Regions from separate parts of the Mus musculus genome. Here all the other regions are linked to region 2. Evidence: chromatin contacts called from public Hi-C and HiChIP or PLAC-seq data. All regions are on one chromosome and are shown on one strand. Each heading gives the region's core, a stretch centred on a gene start, on an enhancer-like site or on the middle of the called end of the contact. The rest is flanking DNA. Distances are from core to core; before and after follow the strand shown.

Evidence for each region. Hi-C and Micro-C count contacts between places; a contact is called where the count stands out from the background. HiChIP or PLAC-seq counts read pairs in DNA pulled down with a chosen protein or histone mark.
Region 1: a contact with region 2 is called in an H3K4me3 HiChIP or PLAC-seq map of bone marrow-derived macrophages, with 5 times the contacts expected there. The contact joins the enhancer-like site here to the promoter of Fsip1 in region 2. A contact is called at or near these places in 14 of 39 promoter capture datasets (the 3T3-L1 cell line, the C10 cell line, the HPC-7 cell line and 8 more), 6 of 15 datasets of contacts at CTCF or cohesin (the NIH/3T3 cell line, embryonic stem cells, large pre-B cells and 2 more), 153 of 484 Hi-C or Micro-C datasets (the 3T3-L1 cell line, 3T3-L1-derived adipocytes, the 4T1 cell line and 82 more), 15 of 115 datasets of contacts at active chromatin or transcription factors (the NIH/3T3 cell line, astrocytes, bone marrow-derived dendritic cells and 7 more) and 4 of 9 other capture datasets (adipose tissue, liver, macrophages and 1 more).
Region 3: a Hi-C map of bone marrow-derived macrophages shows a contact between it and region 2, with 48 read pairs. The contact joins the enhancer-like site here to the promoter of Fsip1 in region 2. A contact is called at or near these places in 1 of 15 datasets of contacts at CTCF or cohesin (the NIH/3T3 cell line), 11 of 484 Hi-C or Micro-C datasets (the Patski cell line, beige adipocytes, bone marrow-derived macrophages and 6 more), 4 of 115 datasets of contacts at active chromatin or transcription factors (bone marrow-derived macrophages, embryonic fibroblasts, embryonic stem cells and 1 more) and 2 of 9 other capture datasets (adipose tissue and pancreatic islet).

What each region holds. Positions count from the first base shown.
Region 1 is chr2:118,334,079-118,338,707 of GRCm38.p6, forward strand. The region is part of intron 1 of Gpr176 (G protein-coupled receptor 176); the gene reads right to left. Among named protein-coding and RNA genes, the nearest start is that of 1700054M17Rik, 31 kb to the left of the region's middle. Within about 2 kb of position 2,198, at least 2 of the 459 cell types and tissues checked have an H3K27ac peak or open chromatin away from gene starts, as enhancers often do. A contact at or near this core is called in B cells and bone marrow-derived macrophages, where this site is marked.
Region 2 is chr2:118,254,367-118,258,776 of GRCm38.p6, forward strand. It overlaps Fsip1 (fibrous sheath-interacting protein 1), which reads right to left and starts at 2,590. Exons shown (of 12, transcript NM_001374672.1): 1 at 2,434-2,590.
Region 3 is chr2:118,350,881-118,355,397 of GRCm38.p6, forward strand. The region is part of intron 1 of Gpr176 (G protein-coupled receptor 176); the gene reads right to left. Among named protein-coding and RNA genes, the nearest start is that of Gpr176, 20 kb to the right of the region's middle. Within about 2 kb of position 2,886, at least 36 of the 459 cell types and tissues checked have an H3K27ac peak or open chromatin away from gene starts, as enhancers often do. A contact at or near this core is called in the NIH/3T3 cell line, beige adipocytes, bone marrow-derived macrophages and 1 more, where this site is marked.

The DNA of each region.
Region 1 (4,629 bases), core at 948-3,447, 79 kb after region 2:
CACTAAGCAATGATCTTGCATTATCTCATTTCCTATTCAAGACCTCACAAAAATAGTTGCTATTACTAACCTCATTTTCTGCCTGAGAAAAGCCAGGCTTACACAGTGCAAGAATCGAGCTCAAAGTCATACGGTTGGTGGGTGGAAGTAACAGCTTTACCAGTCAGCTCTTACTTTTGAGCCCAAGGTTTGGGGACACCAGGTATAGACCACAGAAGTTGAGGTGGGGATTGGGGGAATGGAGGGTGGGAAGCCATTTCAGGGATAGAATTGTTGATAATTGATTCTAGTAAAGTCTGGATTGGGGATAGGCTTGATTTGAAGATGAAGAAGAGAAAAACATCAAGGGCATCTGAAAGATTTCCAGGCCAGGAGTCTGTAAGTGAGGATGTCACAAACCAAGATGGCAGCAGGACTGAGAACAACCACCTGGTTACAGAAATGGAGAGCTGCTGAGTATGTGACTCTCCTGTAGACCTTAGGCTGTAAGTTAGCTCCTCATCTCTGGAAATGCTAACATGCCAGGGACTAAAGTTCTCCTCCTAATGGATCTTCAATGTATAATAGCCATCTGTATAACAGTCATCCAGGAAACCAAACTGTGGGGGCACTCTGATTCTGCTCTGACCCTGCCAACACCAGCCAGCCTGGGTACCACTTGCATCACTTACTCTCCATCTTATTCTCTTCTTGGTCCTCATTTTGAGCAATCCAATCACCAACCACAGTCTTATCACCAAGAAGGAAAATACAATGCTGGATGATTTTGATTAAAGTTTTCCCAGGGCAGATGGTCAAATTACTGAGTAACATAAAATCTGTGAAATCAACAAGCATTTCCTAAAATCCAACAGCACGAGGACCCCAAACTTTACTATTTAAAGATATGGCCTCAGAGGACTGCTTCTAAGTCCCAAGTGCCAACACCATGTGCATCTGGGCTTCCAACACACAGGTGACACTTGAAATCATCATCTTCTTTCCACTGCTCTCACTTTAAAACTGTGCATCCTTTTCTAGAACTTGTGTTAGGAAGTAACCACATCATCCTTAATGAAGCCCCCAAAGATACCCAGCCCATGGAATTCAGGTGAGGCCTTGACTGGGATTCCTCATGTGAAAGATCTGCTGATGAGAATAATCTCAAAGCCTGTGTCATTCATAGCCACCAGGCCAGGCTTCCCTGTCTCATTTAAGTTGCCATGAAATGCTCAGAAGGTAAAAGCGCTTGCGATACAGACACGATCACCTGAGCTTGATCCCAGGATACCCTATGGTGGAAGGAGAGAACCAGCTCCCGAAAGTTGTCCTTTCACCTCCACATACATGCGTGTACATACTCACACCAACAACCACACAGGGCATTACATATGCATGCATTCATGCACTGGTCACACACACATACAATAATGAATGTTTAAATTTTTAGATTCATACTGGGTGACTTGGCATCCATTATTTTTTATATTGGTTGGCTTTTCTAGAGTAACAAAGCCTAAGGTTTTTCCATTTTTTTCAATAGTTTCTCTCTTCTCTTTCTTGTCTGTATGTTTGAAACTGTGCTTTCCCATATGCTGAGCTGCCCTCAAGCTTACTACATAGCTGAAGATGACCCTGAACTCCTGAAGCTCCCCCTCCAAGTGCAGGGATACAGGCATGCATCAGATTTCCTTCCATTCTCAATGTGTTATTCACTTTAGGATAGCAAGTTATATGCATCACATGACTTACAGTTCTTCAAGAAAATTCTGGGGTCAAATCGACTCATTTTTTACATGCATATAGAATTTATTGTTTCCCCTCTTTGTCACATTTATATTCTTAAAAGCCAATAAAAAATGACTAAGTGTTTCTTCTTATCATTCCTTTCATAGATAGCAGCTGATGTTAATAATTTTATAATACTCTTCAAAGCCAGGGGCACTGTAGCACACAGCTATATTCTAAGATCTCCAGCAATGGAGGTAGGAGAATCAAGGGTTCAAGGCCAGCCTTGGCTACCTACACAGCCTCAGCTTAGTGAGATCTTGTCTCAAAAAGATTTAAATAAGATTAACAGAGGGAGAGAGAGAAAGAGAGAGAGAGAGAGAGAGAGAGAGAGAGAGAGAGAGAGAGAGAGAGAGAGACTAAGGCCAAGGCCAACAAAGGAGCCGGCCATAGAGTAACAGAAAATATGTTCTAGTATATAACCAATACTGCCATCTTTTGGCAGCAAACAGAATTGTCTCTTTTGCTTGGTAGTGTGGCTTCACCCCACACTCAGCCCCCTTAAGCCTACATTTGAGCCTGATTAATGTAAAAGCAATCACTCCTAAAGACATTCAAGACTGTCAAAATATTACAACAAACATCAATGCCCGTGGTGTAATTAATTACAAAAGTAGTTAACATCCCTTTGCAAGATTTGTTCTAGAAGAAATATTTATCTTTGCAGGATCTATGCTATGGTTCTTAGAAGTGACATACACACTGGGAAATATGCAGGTCTTTACATACAAGTGAAGTTGTCTCATTCACAAACACAGCATCTTTAAGCTGTACGTATATAGGTAGGGAAGAATATTGAAAAGATCACTAGCTAAAGAATCGGCAAGATTCTCATCTGGTCGGCTACTCATTAAGCTTGGTCAAAACCTGGCTCATGTTATGCATAGATTAACATTCTGCATCTTATGGTTCTGTTGAAAAATACCAAGATACTGTGAAATTATGATGTATGACATAATATTCTGGGTCCTAATATTCTGCTTAACTCAAAGAAGTTTCTTATATACAGTTACTGTCAACCACCATCAACTATCTTATTTGGTGTGTATTTTTTTCAGACATTTGAATCTCTTCTAAACTCTTCCAGTTTGATACCTTTTCCTCTCTTCCTTTTCTTGAAACAGGGGAGAAGGGTTGTGATGTTACACAAGCTGGGTTTAGCTCATGGGTCCTCCTGCCTCTGCCTTTTGAGTAGCAGGGGCTACAGATGTAAAGCAGCATGCCCGGCTTGACATCTTAAAAAGAGAGGAGTTTTGTTTGTTTAGTTTAAATACAGAAGACAATTAGTGGAATAAAAATAACTTCCTTCACCCTCATACCAATGACCCTCTTCAAGATTTTACTGGGACTCATTTAAAATTAACACCAGGTTTTTAAAATGAATGGCAGATGCCAAACCCCATTAAATGGGAATTTCATAAACTCCTTTCTCTGAAATTGAGATTTTACTCCTCCCGGAGGGTAACTCAGTGGTGGAGCATTTGCCTAGCAACTGGGGACCCTAGCTGGATCCCAGGTCCAAAAGAAGAGAGGAAGGGCCGGGCATGGTGGCGCACGCCTTTAATCCCGGCACTCGGGAGGCAGAGGCAGGCGGCTTTCTGAGTTTGAGGCCAGCCTGGTCTACAAAGTGAGTTCCAGGACAGCCAGGGCTATACAGAGAAACCCTGTCTTGAAAAACCAAAACCAAAAAGAAGAGAAGAAGAAGAAGAAGAAGAAGAAGAAGAAGAAGAAGAAGAAAGAGAGTAAGGAAAGAGGGAGGGACAGCCAGAGGCAGAACAATCAGGAGAGGGAAGTAGAAACGGACAAATCACACCTGTGTGCCTTCTTGTGCACAAGGAATTCAAGCCCAATAAAACTGTATTTGCACACACGTTTTCCTTTTGAACAGTAGGTTGGTTATCACGCTTGCTAAGTGAAATAGGCAAAATGCATGGTTATTCATTGTCAACTTGATGAGATTTAGAATCACTACAAGGACACACCTTTCTATGGGAGATGTTTCCAGAATGGTTTAATAGGCTGGGGTCCCTATGGGATGAAAACTAAATGAGACCAGCTGAGCACCAGCATCCACTTGTCTGCTTCCTGACTGCGGGTATAAAGTGACCATCCATCCACCTCGTGCTTCCCGCAGACTCCCAGCCAGAGTCTCCCTCACCATCATTCTTACCCACTCTGATAGACTGGCTCCTCAAAGATGAAATAAAGTAACCGCTTTCTGACTTGGCTTTTCTCAGGTATTTGTCACAGAAACAAAAATAACAAATATCTAAGTGATGTTTCCATTTGTGTTGATGTTAATGCGCTTACTGCTGTTGTTTCTATGGAAAACCCCATGCACTTACCTACTAAGAACTAGCCTTCTTGGCTTATAATCTAGCAGGGGGCAGGTAAACACTTTAGGAACAGGGTCAACAGTGTCTTCTGTCCCTTTGAGATAATCATAAAACTCAGTAGGTAGAGGAGGTTCCTTCTTCCACTTACAGAGATATCTTTCCCTCAGCTGCCTAGTTGACTGCCTCATCTGTTTAGCATTCACTCATCCTTTTTTTGTTAATAATACAATTAGAAGTCTCATTATGAATCCCAATTATGGATCTAGCGACACTGAGAACACCTAATGCAAATCCATGTTGGTCTCTGTTGACATTTATTTTCTCCCTACTTTCATTCTTGTTTGATGTCTCCATCTGCTTAGAAAAATCTCTTTCATTACAATTCCTGTTGCCAGGAAACATAAAAACAAGATGGAGAACAGCATCTAAGAGCATATAAATGTACTCCCCACACCCCTCCTATCTTAGAATTTCATTGCTGTGAAGAGACACCATGACCAAGGTAACTCTTACAAAGGAAACATGT
Region 2 (4,410 bases), core at 1,340-3,839:
TTTCGTGCTATTCGGTGGAACACAGACTCAGAGTCCAAAGAGGCCTTGCACACAGAAAGAAGGACAAACATGAAGAAGCTGAAGCATCTCTTGGACACACTGAGGAATAACAGGGTTGCCCTCCAACTGCCCAATGTGCCGATGCTTCCACTTCAGAGAACAGTCGGTCCACTCTTCCCACTCGGCAACTGAAAAAGGCATTGATGTCAACATTGTTCACACTCTGTAAAAGTGTCTGGGCTCACTCAGGAGAGGCCTGACAGTGTTATTGTGGGATGATGGATCACCCTGGCCCCGGCACATCACCACCAAAAAGCGTAAGTCACTAAAAGGCCAAATGTCTTTTCCATGCCCTATGCTTCCTGTCAAGGAGGACTTACTGCAGCTTGAGAGGAGTGGGGAGCTGGAGGGATGTGGCAGAGCCAATATAATACATCTCAAAAAAGGCCAAGCACGGGGACCGAGCCATGATGTGGATCAGCTAAGACTCCGGAAACCTTTCCATCTGTTTCAAAGGCTGCTCGGCTGCTATTAGGCTTCCTCAGAAACATCGCAAATTAAATAAACCACGGTTCACAGGAAATGTAACTGACAGGCTATCTGTGTATTTGGCCATCTGGAAAAGAAATCGGAATAAAGACCATTGAAATGGGATCTGATAGGTGTATTGTGTGTTTAAGAAATCACTTGTCACACAGAAACTCCATATGAAAAATGAAGAGCTGTACAAGAAAGCAGCCACACGATGTGCACCAAGTTGCATGTGCCCTGAGAATGGATTTACCAACTGCCATGTCTTCCCTGAGGATGTGGGATGGGAGACAGGATCCAAAAGGAGGGTGTAGAAGAATCTAGCCAAGTAGGACATCAAAGAGGGAATCCAGGAATTGATAAATCCAAACAATAGTAAATAAAGCATAATATTTAAGAGTTCAAGGTGGCTGCCTCCAGAAGATGTGACTGGGAACTGCTCAGTTATTTCTTCCATTCTGAATTTTATACCACAGTTTAACATTTGGACCATATCATTTTAATAAAAGTAAAAGCAAAATTTAAAAGTAATGAGTCAATATAAAATATGCAATCTTCCAAGGCCTGGAAGGAAATGCAAGGATAGCTTGCAAAGAAATCAATGATATACTAAGCCAGCGTGGTCCTCACTTGGTAGAACTGTTTGGGAAGGATTAGGAGGAAGTGGTATTTCATGGGCAGAGGAAGCGCCTCCTGAAGTATCAATAGACTCTCAGCTTCCCACTTAGCTCTGCTTTCTACTTTCAGATCAAGATGTGGGCTCTCAGCTGTTTCTGCTTCCGTGCCTTTGCTCCGCCATGATGGACTCTAAGCCTCTGAAGCTGTAAGTCAATTGAAGGCGTTCTTTTATAAGACTCTGGACTAGGAAAGCAGTTGGATGCTGATGAAGAGCTTAAAGAGCATCCTGGTGGGAGGTTAGAAGGCAATAATGCTGAGAGCAAGGCAGACTGCAGAGGCCTACGGACCTCAGGCCATTTCAGGGGAAAACAATACTAGCACCTGGGCGACAGAAGGACAGAACATTCCTGTATTTGGCAAAGAAAGTGGCTGCTTTCTGCCCTTGCCTTAAACATTTGCCTGAGGCAAAACTGAAAAACCATGGATTAGTTTCCTTGGCAGAGAAGATTTCAAGACATGGCTCTCTGACTCTGTTGCATGGTTATTAGTAATCATATCCCGGTCTTATGGAGGTCTACAATAAAAAGGGAAACTGGGACAAAAAGAAATTTTTGTTTTATACATTTCCTCATTTAATGAAACACAGTGCACCAAAAGAATCAAAATTAAAATACCAGTTACTTTATGCTATTCAGTGAAGTAGAGATGTGACCAGATTCTAATGGTAACAAATAACTGCTCATACACGCCAACGTTTTATTACATTTTTTGATCAGCTCGTGTAGATAGTACACGTCCGGTGTGATGAGGCAAAACTGGTTGTGTCTCCAGATTGTTTGCTCCCTGTCTTATTGTCTGAAAGGCCTATTCATAGTCCCCAGGCTGGTGGATGCCCAAAGGTATCTACCTATACGTTTGGTTTACATTTCTTCCATTGGGAAAGCTAAGTCCCAGATCAATGTTTACAAACCCTCTCTCTAGTCTCATTTTTCCTGTGCCACTTTTAAGGACTATGCTACTGACTAGTGCTCCAGACCTCAGTGGGAAGAAGGCTCGTAAGGATGCACTAATGCAGAAAGAGTTTTCAGCAGAGATCACGCCTCTGCCCGGGCAGTAGCTTCTGAGACTCCCAGACATAGCCACGCCCCTGTGGCCACCCCATGCTGGCCTGGGCGAACAGGCCACACCCACAGCCCTCGGGGACAGAGTCCGCCCTCTCACCCTCCTCTGGCACATCAGGCCACACCTCCACCTCGCCCTCTGCCGTGGCCAGCGGCTACCAACCTCTGCCCGTGGTGCGTGCGGCCCCTCAACTTCTCGGTGGGGAAGAAAGCTGGACGCCTAGACACTGACTCTCTCCACTTCCCTTCGAAGGGGACCGGTTTTTCCCGCCACCGCCTCCTCTGTGAAGATGAAAGAGGCAGCAGGAGACCGCTGTCTCAAAGAACGCTGTTGCCCTGGCAACTAGAAGCGCGCAGATCACAGTCTCGCGATAGGTTTAAAGGTCCCGTACCTTCAAGAATTGGGTATTGAAGCCGGGCGTGGTGGCGCACGCCTTTAATCCCAGCACTTGGGAGGCAGAGGCAGGCGGATTTCTGAGTTCGAGGCCAGCCTGGTATACAGAGTGAGTTCCAGGACAGCTAAGGCTACACAGAGAAACCCTGTCTCGAAAAAAGCAAAAAAAAAAAAAAAAGAATTGGGTATTGGGGACCGGAAGTTACAAGAAGACTGCTGTCCTGGTTGGGATTGGAGGGGGTGTGACTGTGGCCCTCCTATAACCTTCTTTTCAGTGAATGTTCTGGGTGGGAATGGTTTGTTCATATTCAGGTTGGCCTCTGGAACGAGGATCTCCATGTTTACATAGCTCTCACCGGCTACTAGAATGTTCTACCGACCAGGTGTCCTCTCAGATCAGTTACTTCCCATATCACTATCCTCTCTTCCTTGCAAGACTGATGTGCAACTCAAACAGATCTCGTATGTGAAGGTCTTGTAAAATTTGGAGAGCTGTGTGAGTGTGTGTGTGTGTGTAATACATGTGTATATAATAGCAGTGTGCATAAAGTATAATGTATAATACAGTGTATATATACATATGCGTATATATACATATACGTCCTGTAAAGACTGGGCTGTAGTAGAATAAGAAGGATTATGATGGCAGTATATACCTCCACAGCTACCAATCATTTCTCTGTGTACAGTGCATTAGGGCTCATTGCCTGGATCACCAAACTGATGCTCTTTCTTCATTCTCAGTACCGCGCAACCTCTGCTGCGTTTCAGTCTGAATTGCCCTTGGTTGTTTACAAGGTATTTTCATACTCAGAGCCCCTTTATCCTCATGCTTTGGGGTAAATACAGTGTTTCTCTGGTCTTTTTTCATCAGAGCAAATAAGTATGACTTGAGTTGCCCAAAGATCACAGCTACAAGTTAAGATGGTGCTGAGGGCAAAACCCTGGCTGTGAATACCATCTGGGTGCTATTGATCCTTTGTTTCGGACTCCAGGTCAAATGACTCCCTTGAACCTCATAAGGCATGAGAACCCTCGCAAACTAAGCAGATCAAAATCAAGCCACTTTTCTATAGTCCCCTCTCCCCACTGCAGCCCTTCCTATACCGTCTTCCCCACACCATTCTCCCAGGCTCAGCTCAGCACCTTTGGTACCATCCTCAAGTCGGACATGCTACCAGACCTGCATTCAAGTGTATCTGAATCCAAGTGTTCCTCATATCTGCAAGGTTCCCACCCTCAATTAGATGTTTGTGATACTCTACTAGTAGTTTCCTCAGTGGGAGCTTCCCTTGCACCTCCTGTATACTGAAGGACAGTATCCTACAACGTGTGTTCAGAACCTCAGCCAAATCCTACCAGCCCTCTGCTCCAGGCTCTCCATGACTCTCCACTTAGCGGCCTTTCAATGCCCACAGGTCCTGAATGACCAAACTGTTAACTTACATGTATACACATACATACATGCATACACATACATACACACAGACATATAGACATTTTAAGAAAAAGAACGAAAGAATAATGAGTTCAATTCACAGTAAGTCCTTACCATCACAATTCCCAACCCATGGTATTGATTAAATTACTGGAAGATTTGCATGCTATATGAAAAAAAATGAATGGCTAGACTGGGGATGTGCCTCAGTGGTAGAGTGACTAGTTAGTATGTTAGAGAGCCTGTGTATGATCTTGTGCAGTCCCAAAGGGAGGAAAAAGAAGTTCCTAAGACTGCCTTCCAAAAGT
Region 3 (4,517 bases), core at 1,636-4,135, 97 kb after region 2:
AGAGACATCTCTAAGTTAAAAGCCAGCCTGAGTTCCAGCACAGCCAGGCAGGGCTACACAGAGAAACCTTGTCACACAGAAACAAACAAGAAAGAAAGAAAGAAAGAAAGAAAGAAAGAAAGAAAGAAAGAAAGAAAGAAAGAAAGAAAGAAAGAAAGAAAGAAAGAGAGAGAGAGAGAGAGAGAAGGAGAGAGAGAGAGAGAGAGAGAGAGAGAAGGGGGAGGGGAGGGGAGGGGAGGGGAGGGGAGGGGAGGGGGAAGGGAAGGGAAGGGAAGGGAAAGAATTAACATAGGCTATGCTAGCAACAGAACAAGACTAGACTACAGTGTTGATATTCTTGGTAAAAATGTAAAGCAAGTCTACTGCTGTACCACCCTGAGATGTACCCAATCTTGCTGATCTTGGAAGCTAAGCAGGGTCAGGCCTTGTTAGTATCTGGTTGGGATAAACAAAGTCTATTGAATAACTTAATCGGTTAGAATTGATCAATTTCCAAGCAACTTAAATTTGGGAAATCAAAAGGATGAAGCTATAACCTAATTTGTTCCAATCTAAAATTTGTATATTTCTGCCTTGTCATAAAATTAATCCGAGTATTTATTGAGCGTATAAGTGATTAGCAATGGGGCAGGTGCTATAGGAAAATAAGGAAGTATAGACCATAATCCTCACTCTTATGAAAAAGAAAAATCTGACTTCCATAAATAGAGAAGGCCTTCCATGTAGAGTTAACAGCACAAAGAAAGGAGTTGGGGTTAGGGAAAACAGTTTCTTACAATAAGAAATTATCTTGGTTACCCTGCTTTGAACACTGTGTGTGTGTGTGTGTGTGTGTGTGTGTGTATACATCACATGGCATCCTATAAATATGTACAGATTTCATTATATCATTAGATATAATGACTTTAAAAAGTCACCATCAGGGAATGCAAAACAGGGAATCATACTAAATACAGTAGGTAATGGGAAGCCAACAATTAAGTCAATGACTTGATAACTACAAGTTAAAGACAATAGGAGAAGCAAGGCAAGTTGATGAACCCTGTGAGCCCAGCCTTGGGAAGTAGAGGCAAGAGGATCACTACATTGCAAGCTTGAGGTGAGCTTGGACAACATAAGATACACACACACACACACACACACACACACACACACACACACACACCAGTCCACAAAAGAAGAGAGGAAAGGAGAGGGGATGGAAAAGGAGAGGAGAGGAGAGGGAGAGGAGGCTAGAGGAGAGGAGAGAGGAGAGGAAGGGCATGGAAGGGGAGGAGAGGAGAGGAAAGGAGAAGAGAAAGAAGAGAAGAGAATAAAAGAGAAGAGAAGAGGAGGGGAGGGGAGGGGAGGAGAGGGGAGGGAAGGAGAAATGACATCATTAATGTCTATGTGAACTTAGTGAGTTCACCACTGAAGAGGTCCAGCTGTCCCTCAAAAAGTTTATGTTCAAATCCTAAATCTTCTTCTATCTAGCTCCTCCCACCTGAGCTGTGAACACAATCATACTTAAAAGGAAAGTCTTTACAGATGTCATTAAATTAAGGCAAGGTTACAGTAAAATAAGAAAGCCCTGTTCTAGTATTTCCTGGTTTATTTACTAAATAATATAGTTTAGTGTGTGTGTGTGTGTGTGTGTGTGTGTGTGTGTGTGTGTGTGTGTGTGTGATGCACATGTGTCCTTATAACAAGGAACATACATTGGTAGGAGACACCTTGGGAAGAAGGCCATGTGACCACAGAAGCAGAGAATGTAGGGACACAGCTAAAGTCCAGGAAAGCCAAGGATGATGGAAGCTACCATACACCATGAGAAAGGCACAAGGCAGGGTACTCTTCCTCAGAGCTCTCAGAAGGAGTCAGCCCTCCACACACCCCAATTTCAGAGTTTTAGCCTCCCAAAACTGAGAGAACAAACTTCAGATGTTTTAGACCATTTGGCTTGGGACAGTTTGGTGCTATAATCCTAGGAACACAGTAGAATGTTGGAAATGGAAAAAAATAAGATGAGAAATTTCACCTTATTTATCTATTTACTTGTTCATTTATTAAATGTATATGTATGTGATCTGCATGTGGCGCATTCAGGGACAAAAGGAGGGTGGTCAGTTGTCTATTAATACCTATTTAGTGTTTGTTTATCTACTGAGACAGGGTCTTACCAGGTATTCCTGGCTAGCCTAAACTCACTATGTAGGCTAGGCTGGTCCTGAACAGGAGGCCTCTCTGCCTCCGAGTTCTAGGATTAAAGGCATCCATCACTTTGTCTGGCTACCATACTTTACTTTGGGGAACAGGGTCTCTCACTGATCCTAAAGCTCGCTGTTTCTGCTAGGCTAGCTGCCTAGCCACCACAAACTTCTGGGAGTCAGCCACCTCTGCCCTCAAACGCTGAAGTTATACAAGGCCATGCACACAGGGTCATATGCACACAGGGCCATGCACACAGGCCATGCACAGCTTTCACATGGGTAGTGAAGGTTCAAACTCAGGTTCTCATGCTTGCATGGCTTACCCACTGAGCCATCTCCCCAGCCCCGGATTTATCTATTACAATTTTTTAAAAAAAGCATTATTTTTAAAAAGTAGATGCTGAGCCAAGGATAAAACGCCAGCGAGTGGCAGAGCCAGGATTTAACCCCAAAAGCTTCCTGACTTCTGAACCCTTTAGCCACAGAACTCACAATGGTCTTGTGTAAAAGTCTATTTTTGTCCCCAGGAACATTATCCTCAGAAGAATTGCTTTGTCATGGCCGAGTGCTTTTTCACAAAACAAACTGTTATGACTAGGAACTTCCACAATTCAAACTATGACCTCCAGCTCAGGCTGTGGTTCTTCGGGATTCTGGTACAACCTGCTGGAGGCTGAGCTCAGTTTAAACTAATGCCTTAGGCTGAAGGGTGGCAGAGACCCAGAAACCGACTGTCCAGCACATCAGTCACAGGCAAAGGGGCCTGAGTTCCCTCTTCAGGCATTTTGGCTAGAACATAATTCAGCAGCAGCCCCGTGTCCCAGGAGGAAAGGATATTAGATCAATACTCGTGACGTCCTAATGAAACTGCCAGTTCCCCTCACATGGCTTTCTAAGCAGCACAGAAATCTAGGTCACCATGAGGCACAGCAGACCCAAAACCTCATTATAAAACTTGGTGCTCCCTCCCCTTAATTGTAAATATTTCATTCTATATACACTCATTAAGTGCCTGTTGTGTTCAGAGGATTAAGACCTATCCCTAGTGCTTCCACAAAAGGCACAAACTGTCAAGTCTGATAGCCCTTCGGTCTCCTCTCACTAACCCTCCTGTGGTCAGCAAGGGCCATGGCAACCTGTCTAACAGCAAATGGCATTGGTTGCCTCAGGGATCATGACCACAGCTATGGAAAACATTTTCAAGTTTTATCAAAAATGTTCCTTTGGCCACAGCCCAGTTTCTCTGGGTCTTAATTTATTTCAGCTTCCTGCGCCTCTCTGTGCTGCATCATGAATGGTTCAACATCTGCACCCTTGCAGGCAGCTGTCAGCTTGCTTCCTCTAGTCTCCATTTCTGTTCAGAAAACCAAATTAATTCAGCGATGTCTGTGACCAGCCACTCTGAAGACCAACAAAGCTATGAAGGGAGGCTAGTGCAAGATGACACTGGCGTGCCAAGCTTACCATTCATTGTTATTTCTACAGACACCATGAGTGTATTCACCTCTGACGAAATTTTACTAATCCATTCCCATGAAGATAACAAATATTGTGTAGATAAGCGAGAGTAATTCACACACTGATAAACTAATTTTAAATTGTTCTCTCTCGTCATTCACAGAGAGATGGGTAAAATAAAGATTGTTTAAAATAAGATTGATGGTCATTTTACAGAGTGACTCAGTGCCCTTAAACCTTTCAGTGAGAAGCTGGGATAGCGCATCTTCCATCATAACCCACTGTTATAGCTGCAGCCTAGGAAGGGAATGCACAAGAACCCCTTTCAGTTGTTCTTGAATTATTCAAGAAATAAATCCAAGCAGAGACAGAGACTCTCACTGCTAGTATTACAAGCCAGGGGCCAAGCGTTTCAGATGAGAGCCTGCGGGGAACACTTTAGATCCAAACTGTAATCTTCTACCCCTACCCTGAAGGGCTCGTGGGCACCTCACAATGCAAAAAGCGTTTACTCCACCTTCACCAGTCTCCCACAGTCTTCCCAGACCTAAAACTCTTCAAAAGCCTACTCTTCAAAGTCTCTTTTGAGACTTGAGGCAAACTCTTAGCTGTAGGAATGAAAGACTGAGAGGAATATACAGAAAATGAGAGGGGTTAGTCAAGTGATTAATGTTAAAAAAAAAAAAGAGGCAATTATGGACGGTGGGACAAGAGATGCTAAGTCACAGCAGCAAGGAGGGCGACCACACTGCTGCGCAGTAAGAATGAAATAGAGTGTGGTGCTCCTGCAGTGTAAGGAGCAGGCTAGAGGGAAGTGGGAGCCCCATTAGAGATGTCATTATACAGAGCTACAGAGGGTGAGGAGCCAGG